Regions from separate parts of the Sus scrofa genome. Here region 2 is linked to region 1. Evidence: chromatin contacts called from public Hi-C data. All regions are on one chromosome and are shown on one strand. The core of a region is the stretch at or near the end of the contact, and the rest is flanking DNA. Distances in the headings are between cores, read along the strand shown.

Region 1 (4,942 bases), core at 2,005-4,504:
AGACCCATCCGGCAAGTGCCTTTTTTCGACCTGATGACTCACTTCACCTTGTCGTTTGTAATGTTGCCGTCTGGGAGGGGGGAGAAGGAAATGAGGAGGAAGAGTGGGCTGTGCTGTGCCTGTAATTTGTTTCCCCATTTCAGACAGCTTTTTAATGAGCACTCTCATTAAGGGCTCTCTGAGCCTGTGCTTAAAGTTTTCCGGACAAGCAAATGAGCAGGACTGAAAACGGATGGCATCAGGCCAGCACCTCATGTTTTGTTTTAAAGATATCGTGGGGTGGGGGTGGGGGGATAGAATGAAAGAAAACGTTGTTATTTGTGAGAAGAGAGATTGGATAACTCTTTTGCCCAAGAAAATTTGGAAATGAATGATGTGGTTTTTCCCCATTGGAATACTCTGAATTTCCCACTGAAATGAGTATTCCCCATTGAAATTCTCAAGCTTATCAATTATTAGGATATTAGTGTGTATCTGTGAGAGCATTTGTTTATTCAGCCAGTTCCATGGAGAGACATCATTGTCCTGTGAGATCCTAGCCCTGGATTCATATTTCTGGTAAGGTCCCCATCACTTTGCATCAGAGATAATGTCCCCTCTAGGCTCCAAGCCCTGCGGGGTGCACACTCACCCTTCCCTATCCTGTTTTATATTTCCAAGGCCCAACACAGAGTCCAGACACATAGACACTCAATAAATGTGATTTTACCATTTAACCGAATTCATTAGATGCTATTAGTACATTAAAAAGCACATAAAATAATTAGACCTAACTACTAGACTGCAAATCAGAGTGATTTATCACCTTGCAAGGTTCAACAAACATTCTAATGTGCTAACAAGCCCCTAATTAAAGCAGCAGCCTTCAACTGAAATTATCAGGAGGAAGGAAGAAAAGTACAGTCAGCCCTTGGTATCCACGGATTCTGGACCAATGGATATGGAGGCAGATTGTACCACACTGTTTTATATAAGGGACTTAAGCATCCGTGGATTTTGGTGTCTAGAGTCAATTCTCCCCACCCCCACTCCCCTGGGATACTGATGGATAACTATACCGACAGGGATTCAGAGATGCAATTTTTATTTTATCACTGATGGACATTATTCTCTTTCTGAACAGGAATTAGCTCTTTTACAATAGAGAAAAGGATATGGTTGTTGCTCTATTTATCTTTCTAGTGAGTTCACTTAGTGTAAGTACAGAATGTGGGAAAGCAGATTCTAGCTGTTGTCTCTGCTTGAACCAGTTGTCCTGCAAACCTTCCCTCCGCTTGTATGGCATAAAGCATGCCTCACCTGTGATGGTTCCAGGGACTTCCAGAGATGATACCCATGAACAGTCTGACACGGAGTTGGCCATGGACTGTAGGCGCAATAGAAACCAAGCACCCACTGCCAGGAAGAGCACGAAAAGAGAAGAGGGGCTTCCCTCCATGAGATCGGAGAATAGACAGGCAGCAAGAGAAAGTGACACAGCATTTCCCTGGTGGCACAGCGGGTTAAGGATCCAGCATTGTCACTGCTGTGGCTTAGGGTGCTGCTGTGGCAGGAGATGGATCCCTGGCCCCAGAACTTCTGCATGCCATGGTTGTGGCAAAAAAAAAAAAGAGAGAGAGAGAGAAGGTGACACAATCTTCCCTAAAACATCTGCTCAATGGTCCAGCTAAAAACATTGCTGGCTGTTCTTATATGTCCTGGATTGTATTTCACATCAGAGGTCTAGGCCATCGCTTTGTCTCCCTTTTTCTCACTCCTGTCCACCCTTGAATAGTCAGCAAGGAGTCAGTGATTGGTCCTGAAGAATGAGATCGGGTGTTCTCAGATTACATATCTGGAACATTCTCTCTGATGGGCATCCCATAATCAGTATTTCACAAAGTGTGATCCGTGGCCAGTGCATCAGATCCCCGAAGATGCTGATTGAAAGGATTTTTCTCCCAGCTGGCCTGGCATCCTGGCATCCTGGCATCTGTAGTTTTATTAGGCTCCCCCATTGATTCTGCTTCCTGCTGAAGTTCAAGAGCCTCTGGCCCTGGCTTCTGACCTAGTGGTGCCTTGGATCACTAGAGGGCACCCTAGAACAACTTTTTTTTCCCAGGCTGTGGGCTTCCTGCCAACCGACCAGGGCTGTGGCGCCTCATCGTTCTGGGCCAGAGTTTCCAAGCCCATCCTGGAACCACAGTTTCCTTTAAGAAACTTAGTCCAATTGCCACATCACCAGATACATCTAGCATGCATTTCCACAATGGTGCTGTAATAAATCCGGTTTCTAAAAAAAAATTAGATGTTAAATCATCCTATGTTTATTCATTATATATCTACAAATTGTGAACCAAAACAACATCAAGTATTAAAAGGACTGACAAAAGACATTCTTCCTACTCTTTAGAAAAATGTGGTGGCTCAGTGGGTTAAGGATCCAGCATTGTTAACTGCTATGGCTTGGGCCTTTGCTGTAGCTCCAGTTCCATCCCTGGCCTGGGAGCTTCCACATGTGGTGGGTATGGCCAAAAAAAGAAAGAAAAGAGGAAAAAATATGGGGAAGAAAAATCAGGCAGAAATATGAAATCATTTGCAAATAAATATAATTAACAGTAAATTAAATCATGGACATGGAAAACAGACTTGTGGTTGCCAAGGGGGAGGAGGAAGGAGTGGGATGGATTGGGAATTTGGGGTTCATAGATGCAAACTATTGCCTTTGGCATGGATAAGCAATGAGATCCTGCTGTATAGCACTGGGAGCTATATCTAGTCACTTATGATGGAGCGTGATAATGTGATAAAAAAGAATGTACACATGTATGTGTGACTGGGTCACCTTGCTGTATAGTAGATAATTGACAAAATACTGTAAACCAGCTATAATGGAGAAAAAATTATTATAAAATTAAAAAATAGTAAATTAATTTTCAAGCTAATGGGAAATAGAATTAATTACTAAATCTGAAACAAACAGGTGACAGTATGTGTACAAACAAGGAACTTCCCTGCTGGCCCTGAGCTGACTGGGAAAACGGTACATGGGGATTCCTGAGACAGCTTCCTGGAACAGGCAGGATGGGACAGGAATAGGAGAAGCAATGTCAGGCAGCCCCACTGCAACACATGTCTGTTGAATTCAGAGCCCTTCTTCGTGTCTCAGGAGACACTGAACTAAAACTTGGCAAATGTAAATCCGAGAAGGACCACTGGGACTCCTTTTGTCATGTTGGCATGATGCCCATTGATTCAACAAATCCTTGAGGGGCACTGCCCTGTGCCAGGCACTGGCCACACACTGGGAAGACAACCGTGGGCAAGACAGACGCCTTAGTGCTGCCCTTGGGTGTTTACAATCCAGCAGGAGAGACAGACAAACAATCACGTAATTACAAAGCAGTGTGAGTGATGGGTTAAGCAGTAGGTTTGTGGAAGCTCGAAGGGGAGAAGCCTAACTCAGCCGTGGTGGTGAAGGAGGCTGCAGGGGTACAAACATTCAACAGGAGAAGGTAAAGGATGAGTCAGGAGCAGCGAGAAAGGGCATAGTTGAAAGCTGGGGAAGAAAAGAAGCAGATATTTGAGGAACTGAAAGAAATTCAGTAGAGCTAGTGGAGTTGGGAGCAGGCAGGGGAATTGTGCTAAACAGTGTGGTGGGGGATGCAAAGCAAGCACAGCCAGCTCTTTCAGAGCCTTGTAAACCTTCATGGGGATATGCGGACAGTATGCTAAGGGTACTGGGGAGCCATTGAAGGATTGCGAGCAGGGGATAGTGCCCTGATCAGATCTGCACTTGAGGAGGTTCCGCCTGTACCAGGGTCAGTGTTAATAAGCCAATAAAGCCGAAGGAATCCGTCTTTCCCTTTTTTTTAGGGCTGCACCTGTGGCATATGGAGGTTCCCAGGCGAGGGGTCAAATCGGAACTGTAGCTGCTGGTCTACACCACAGCCACAGCAACACAGGATCCAAGCCGTGTCTGCAGCCTACACCACAGCTCACAGCAATGCCAGATCCTTAACCCACTGAGCGAGGCCAGGGATCGAACGCACGTCCTCGTGGCTCCTGGTCTGGTTCGTTTCTGCTGCGCCACGACAGGAACTCCCAGTCTCTCCCTTTAACGGGACGCCTCCAGTTGCATTCCTCCATCCCCAGTCACCATCCTCAGTCATCGTCCCCAGGAAACCCTTTCCAAGCAGAGGGTTCTCTCTGAGGTCAGCTTTCCACACCAGAGAGCAGAGGAGACAGGAACAGCCTAAGAGGTGTGGCTGTTACAAGCTGGACACCCCTTCACAAAAGGCCATTTCAGGCAAAGTGGACAGGGAGGCGGGGCCTCGCCGGATGGGAAGGGGGATGAGTCTGAACCCCATTTCCTTGTTTGCATGCTTTAGGCACCACCCTTGACCGGGGTTAGAAGCAATGCAAAGGAGAAACAGCAGACTTGTGAACGGGGTAGAGAATGCATGCGAAATACACAGAGAGGCCTACTCTACCTACTCTCGAGGTCACAAGAGACCTCCGTAACTGCTGTTTTATTAGGCTTATAACTCAGTTAGGACTTTGACTTGACCTCACATCACAAAGTAAAACTCTTGATCAGCGTTCTCATCCTTATCTGCATGGTAGCCGAGAGGCAGGGAAAGGCAGTAAAGCTTAAAGACCAGAAGAGGCCCAATACTAAAGCAGCGGATTGAAATTTCCCATTAAAGTCTAGCTCTCCAATTACTTGCCTACAAATAATCAGAGAAGCGCTATTTTTTTTTTTTTTTTAAACAACGCCACTCTCAGGCCAGCCCCCAGAGCATCCTGCACTATATCCTTATTTCCTAAAATGGGGGTCGTACAGAAAACAAGACTTCGAGTAACCCAGCTTCCTCGATTCCGGCCTCCGGGCCAGGGAGGCCTCTCGGCCAGTTTCCTTTCCTTCAGAGTAAGGAAGAGACTGTGTACAGGGCCTGGAGCC
Region 2 (4,995 bases), core at 1,022-3,521, 140 kb after region 1:
GTTTGGCAGTGAGAGAAGGACCTGGTGTTGCTGCAGCTGTGGCATAGGTCTCAAATATTGCTGGGATCTGTATTCCATGGGTGAGGCTGTAAAAGAAAAAAAGAGTCTACAAGCAATAAATGCTGGAGAGGATATGGAGAAAAGGGAACCTTCTTGCTCTGTTAGTGGGAATATAAACTGGTATAACCACTGTGGACAACACTATGGAGGTTTCTTAAAAAACTAAATATAGAACTATTGTATGATCCAGCAGTCCTCCTCTATCTTATTTTTGATTAGCCTGAGTAGAGATTTAGAAATTTTATTAATCCTTTCAGAGAACTATATTTTGGTTTTGTTGATTTTTCTCTGTTGTTTTGCCATTTTCACTTCTATTGATTTCTTTTTTTTTTTTTCTCCTCTCCTTGTCTAAGGGCCAGTGAATTCACTCAGCTCTATTTATCCCAAATATCTTTTTTCCCTTCATTTTTGAGAGTCCCTCCACACCCAAGTATAGAATTCAGTATGACGGTTGTTTTTGCTGCTCATTAAAATATTGTTCCATCATCTGGAAGCTTAATTTTTTTTTAATGACTAATAATCTAGTTATTCTCATGTTTATTCCTCTTCATGTTGTATGTCCATGGCATATGGAGGTTCCCAGGCTAGGGGTCAAATCAGAGTTGTAGCTGCCGGCCTACACCACAGCCACAGCAACATGGGATTCGAGCCACATCTGTGACCTACACCACAGCTCATGGCAAGGCCGGATCCTTAACCCACTGAGCAAGGCCAGGGATTGAACCTGCATCCTCAGGGATACCAGTCAGGGTTGTTAACCACTGAGCCACAACGGGAACTCCTATTATTATTCTCTTTATAACTGTTTTTCAGCAGTTTAATTACAGTTGACTCTTGAATAACACAGGCTTGGACTACAGGGGTCCACTTGTATATAGGTTGTATTCATATACTAAGATCTGTGGTTGCTTGAATTTGGGATATGGAACCAGGGATAAGGAGGCTGTCTGTAAAGTTATGCGTGACACTTAATCTCCTGAGTTTTTCAAGGATCAACTGTATATGTGTCTTGGTGTGGTTTTCGTGGCTTTATCCTCCTTGGGATTTTTAGTTCAAATTTTTACAAATTTCAGACTTACTTCTTCAGCTTTATTCCTGGCCCCTCCTCTTTTATCCTCTCCTTCAGGAATTGCTTGATAATGTTCCCACAGACTACTGGTTGTTATTTTAATCCTCCTCTCCCATCTCTGTTTTCCAGTTGGTATATTTTGAATTGCTCTCTTTGAATGTTTAATGATATTTTTGTCTGTGAAATGTAATCCAAACGCCTGTCTATTGAGTAAAATTTTCATTTCAGATACTGTATTTTCATTTTCTGAAATTACATTAGATCCTTTACAAATATATTCCATTTCCTTGCTTGTTATCTTGTCTTCCTTTAAATCATTAAGCATATTTTTATAACTGTTTAATAGTCTCTGTTAAGTCCATCATCTCTTTCATTTCTGATATTATAACTACTGGCTAATTTTTCCACTGGTTATTTTTCTCATTTTCCTACTTCTTAACATGGGCAGTAACTTTTGATTGGATTTTGAACAATGTGAATTTTACATTGTTGATTTTTTTTTTGCTTTTTGTTTTGTCTTCCTCTATTTAGGATTGAGTTTACATTTATGGAGAATCAGCCTGTTTTGAGGCCAGACATAAAACTGTTAGGATGGTCTAATTTAGTCCTACTGCCGGTGTGTGACCCTTGGGGATCTCTACAGATGCTTTGGACATTAAACAAGATTTCTTCTTCTTTGGTTTGAGGGATCTCACATGTCTTCCAGTCCCGAGTTGTGAGGATTTTCCATTTTGTAGCTCCCCAGCAGTTTTCCTTGCCGGTAGTCACGAAGTTTAATCCTTTACACATGCAGCTTAATTATGGAACCAGTCACTCAAAGGGATCCCCTTGCAGATTTCTGGATCTCTTTGTGTAATTTCCTTTTCTCTAATACTTTACCCTGCAAATTCCATCAGCCTCAGTCTCCCTGAACTCCCATTTTTGTCTCCTCAAATTCATTGAGGTCATGGTGTTCTGCCTGTGTTCCCTTTCCTTGTGCCAATATTCAGAAAATGCCTCCAGCTTAAAACCCAAGGTTGTCATAAGTTTTATCTGATATGTTTTCCTTTGCCTAAAGATCACAGTCCTTGGTTTCCTGTTTTCTAGTATCTGAAAAATCTTGTTTCATATATTTTGTCTGGTTTTCTAGTTGTTTACAGCAGGAGGGCAAGTTTAATATCAGTTACTTGTTCATGGCAGGAAGTGGATGACTGTAGTTTCGTTTTTAGCACAATATTAATTATGTCATCAAAAAGAATATCACTAAAGTAATTTTACTTCACAGATTAAAGTATTTCCTGTCACAAAGCCTGTTTATATGAAACCTAGAAATAGTAAAATCTTTAAACTTACATTCTGATTGTATATTTGATTAAACTTTTATGGATTATTACTATTTATTTATTAATTTTGCTGCACCCATGGCATATGCAAGTTCTCCAGGCCAGCAATTGAATCCGAGCTGCAGCTGAGGCAATTCTGGATCCTTAATCCACTGTGCCAGGCCAAGGATTGAACCTGTGCCTCTGCAGTGACCTGAGCCACTGCAATTGGATTCATAAACCACTGTGCCAGAGTGGGACTTCCCTGATATTTGTAAATTTAAATTTTCATTGTAAAAAGAGCTGTGGATAAGATTGACAGCAGAGAATCCGTCATTAACCTGAATGAACTGTTTGGCAGAGTTAAGAACAAACAGTATGTGGTCTAAAGATTTTGGTGAAAGATTCTGACTTGAGGTTTTATTTCTGAGTTTACATGCCTGTTTTACATGATTCTTTGCATATTAAAACTTTGTTTTGGTTTCATGGTCTGGGGACAGAAGAATCCTTTTTATATCAGGAGTAAACATTCACTGTGCATTTTCTATTTTAGAGCATAAGTTTTTAGATAGTGAAGACCTGTCTTTATTTGAATTTATATCTGCACAAAACTGCCTTATTTCTGGAGGTACTTGTGTGCTTTGATTAAAGACGATTCTGAAGAGGTGCAAGACTGGCCTCACAAAAAAGTAGTATGAGGATTAATGGCTTCAAGTATTAGAAAAATAAAACGAAATAGTATTCTATTAGCATCTAGTTGCTTCTACTTTTGATAACATGTGCCAAAGAATGTGAACCAGCTGTTCCTCACTCCGCTAAGATGCTTAAGGAGTTTGGTCAGCATAGCTGAATTGTTAGCATGATTCTTAAATAAAATGGATCATCCTCTAATTGATACATGAGGTTCTTCCTTAAGTCAGGGGATAGGCCTTTTGAGTTCACTCTAAATACAAAAAGAAGCTGCAAAGAGTGAACAATTTGAGAGTTATAGTCAGAATTGGATGCATTTAATAATATTACTCAAACTATTTCTGTTTAAAATTCTCTTCAATTTGTTGTAAACCAGTACTTTAGCAAATATAATAAAAATGAATAACTAGAGAAATGAAATATAAAACGAGCTGTAATTTTAAAAATTAGATTCAACAGACATAAAATTACTCTGTCAGATTTCCATAAAGGTTTCTAAACACTGATTGTCTATTTTTGTATTCATCCTGACATAGCCTCACAGCAGTTTGTAGACCACCAGAGGTCTGAGAACTAAGCTTTGAGTACTACTGATTTCAGTAGAAATTATTCGAAATAAAATGTCCTTTTCTGCTGTTTACACCCCAGCCTTCACGAAGTAGAAGTTCCTGCCTAATCTCAGTTGATAGACGACCTTCTCTGCAAAGCTTTCCTCGATTTGCCCAAGCCAACTTGGGTAATCCATCCTCTGTATTCTCACTTCACTCCACGAGGCCTTCATTCTGTCATGTTAAAACTTAATTAATTTATTTTATTTAAGGAAAATGTAAAAAAAATCCTCAAAATCTGGGAACCTAGAAAGGCTTGTGACACTTAGCAGTTAATAAGTGAAAAATCTTTTATGAACGAAGTAAGAAATGAATATATAAATTGTGGCAAAATCCTAAGTATCAACACATAATGGATGGAGGAAGCTTCGTTTTCTGGAAAGAAACGAAGACTGTTTCTTAGTCTCAAAAGGTAAACTTTTGTGCATCAAATTCTTATAAAAATAATTCTTGATAAACACACGCACACATTTTGTAACTAACAGACTGGGAGGAAAAAACCCCAAACCACTTTAACTTGCTAGACACTGTTTTTAGCAGAGGAAGAGGGTGTTAGAATGGGGAAGGGGATTGAAACCTAGTGTCCCAAATGTTTGAAGGTGACCTTGTACTGTACTTACATCTTTTCTTCTCCTTGCCTTTCTAACTTGGTATCCCATCATACTTCTTCAATTTATTTCAGTGTATATTTGATGACAGCTTACTGAGTACTCTGCTAGGCACCTTGGAGAGTACAAAGGAGCTTGAGCATGAGGAGGTTAAAATCTGGTGAATAGTCAGAAGTGCATAAAACCAACTAAAACACAAAATAAAATGCATTAAACAGAAAGGGCAATGGAAGCATGAATGAAGAAAATTTAAATGTCTAGATTATTTTAAAATTCAAACTGCTTATAGATGACGCAGCTTATTGAAGTGGATTTAGTATTTTCTTTAAATAATAAAAACAATAATTCAGAGATAGATGGATAGATTATATTGATCTAGTTTAAGCAGCCCATCAACAAATGGACATATTTAAATCTAGCCTCCAGTCTACAGGAGATGAAAATGGTAAGGGATTTGGAGGCATACAGTCTTCTGCCTTGAATGTGTGACAAAGTAGGCAAATGAGAGTATAATTTTCAGGACTTCCCCCTTTGAGGCTGCACAACTATTTCCTTTGCATTCCATCACTAGGAGACTGGTTTAGGAGAGGGAAGAAGTGCAGAAGTCTGAAGTCCTAGGATGCTGGCACTGCCCTTGGGGAAAGTTCAGATCTTGCATC

Evidence for each region. Hi-C and Micro-C count contacts between places; a contact is called where the count stands out from the background.
Region 2: a contact with region 1 is called in a Hi-C map of retroperitoneal adipose tissue, with 1.8 times the contacts expected there. The contact joins two enhancer-like sites. A contact is called at or near these places in 3 of 47 Hi-C or Micro-C datasets (embryonic fibroblasts, liver and retroperitoneal adipose tissue) and 2 of 2 datasets of contacts at active chromatin or transcription factors (alveolar macrophages and skeletal muscle).

What each region holds. Positions count from the first base shown.
Region 1 is chr9:119,903,972-119,908,913 of Sscrofa11.1, forward strand. No RefSeq gene overlaps it. Among named protein-coding and RNA genes, the nearest start is that of RASAL2, 35 kb to the right of the region's middle. Within about 2 kb of position 3,255, at least 16 of the 83 cell types and tissues checked have an H3K27ac peak or open chromatin away from gene starts, as enhancers often do. A contact at or near this core is called in retroperitoneal adipose tissue, where this site is marked.
Region 2 is chr9:120,042,275-120,047,269 of Sscrofa11.1, forward strand. All of the region lies in intron 1 of RASAL2 (ras GTPase-activating protein nGAP), which reads left to right. Among named protein-coding and RNA genes, the nearest start is that of RASAL2, 100 kb to the left of the region's middle. Within about 2 kb of position 2,272, at least 14 of the 83 cell types and tissues checked have an H3K27ac peak or open chromatin away from gene starts, as enhancers often do. A contact at or near this core is called in retroperitoneal adipose tissue, where this site is marked.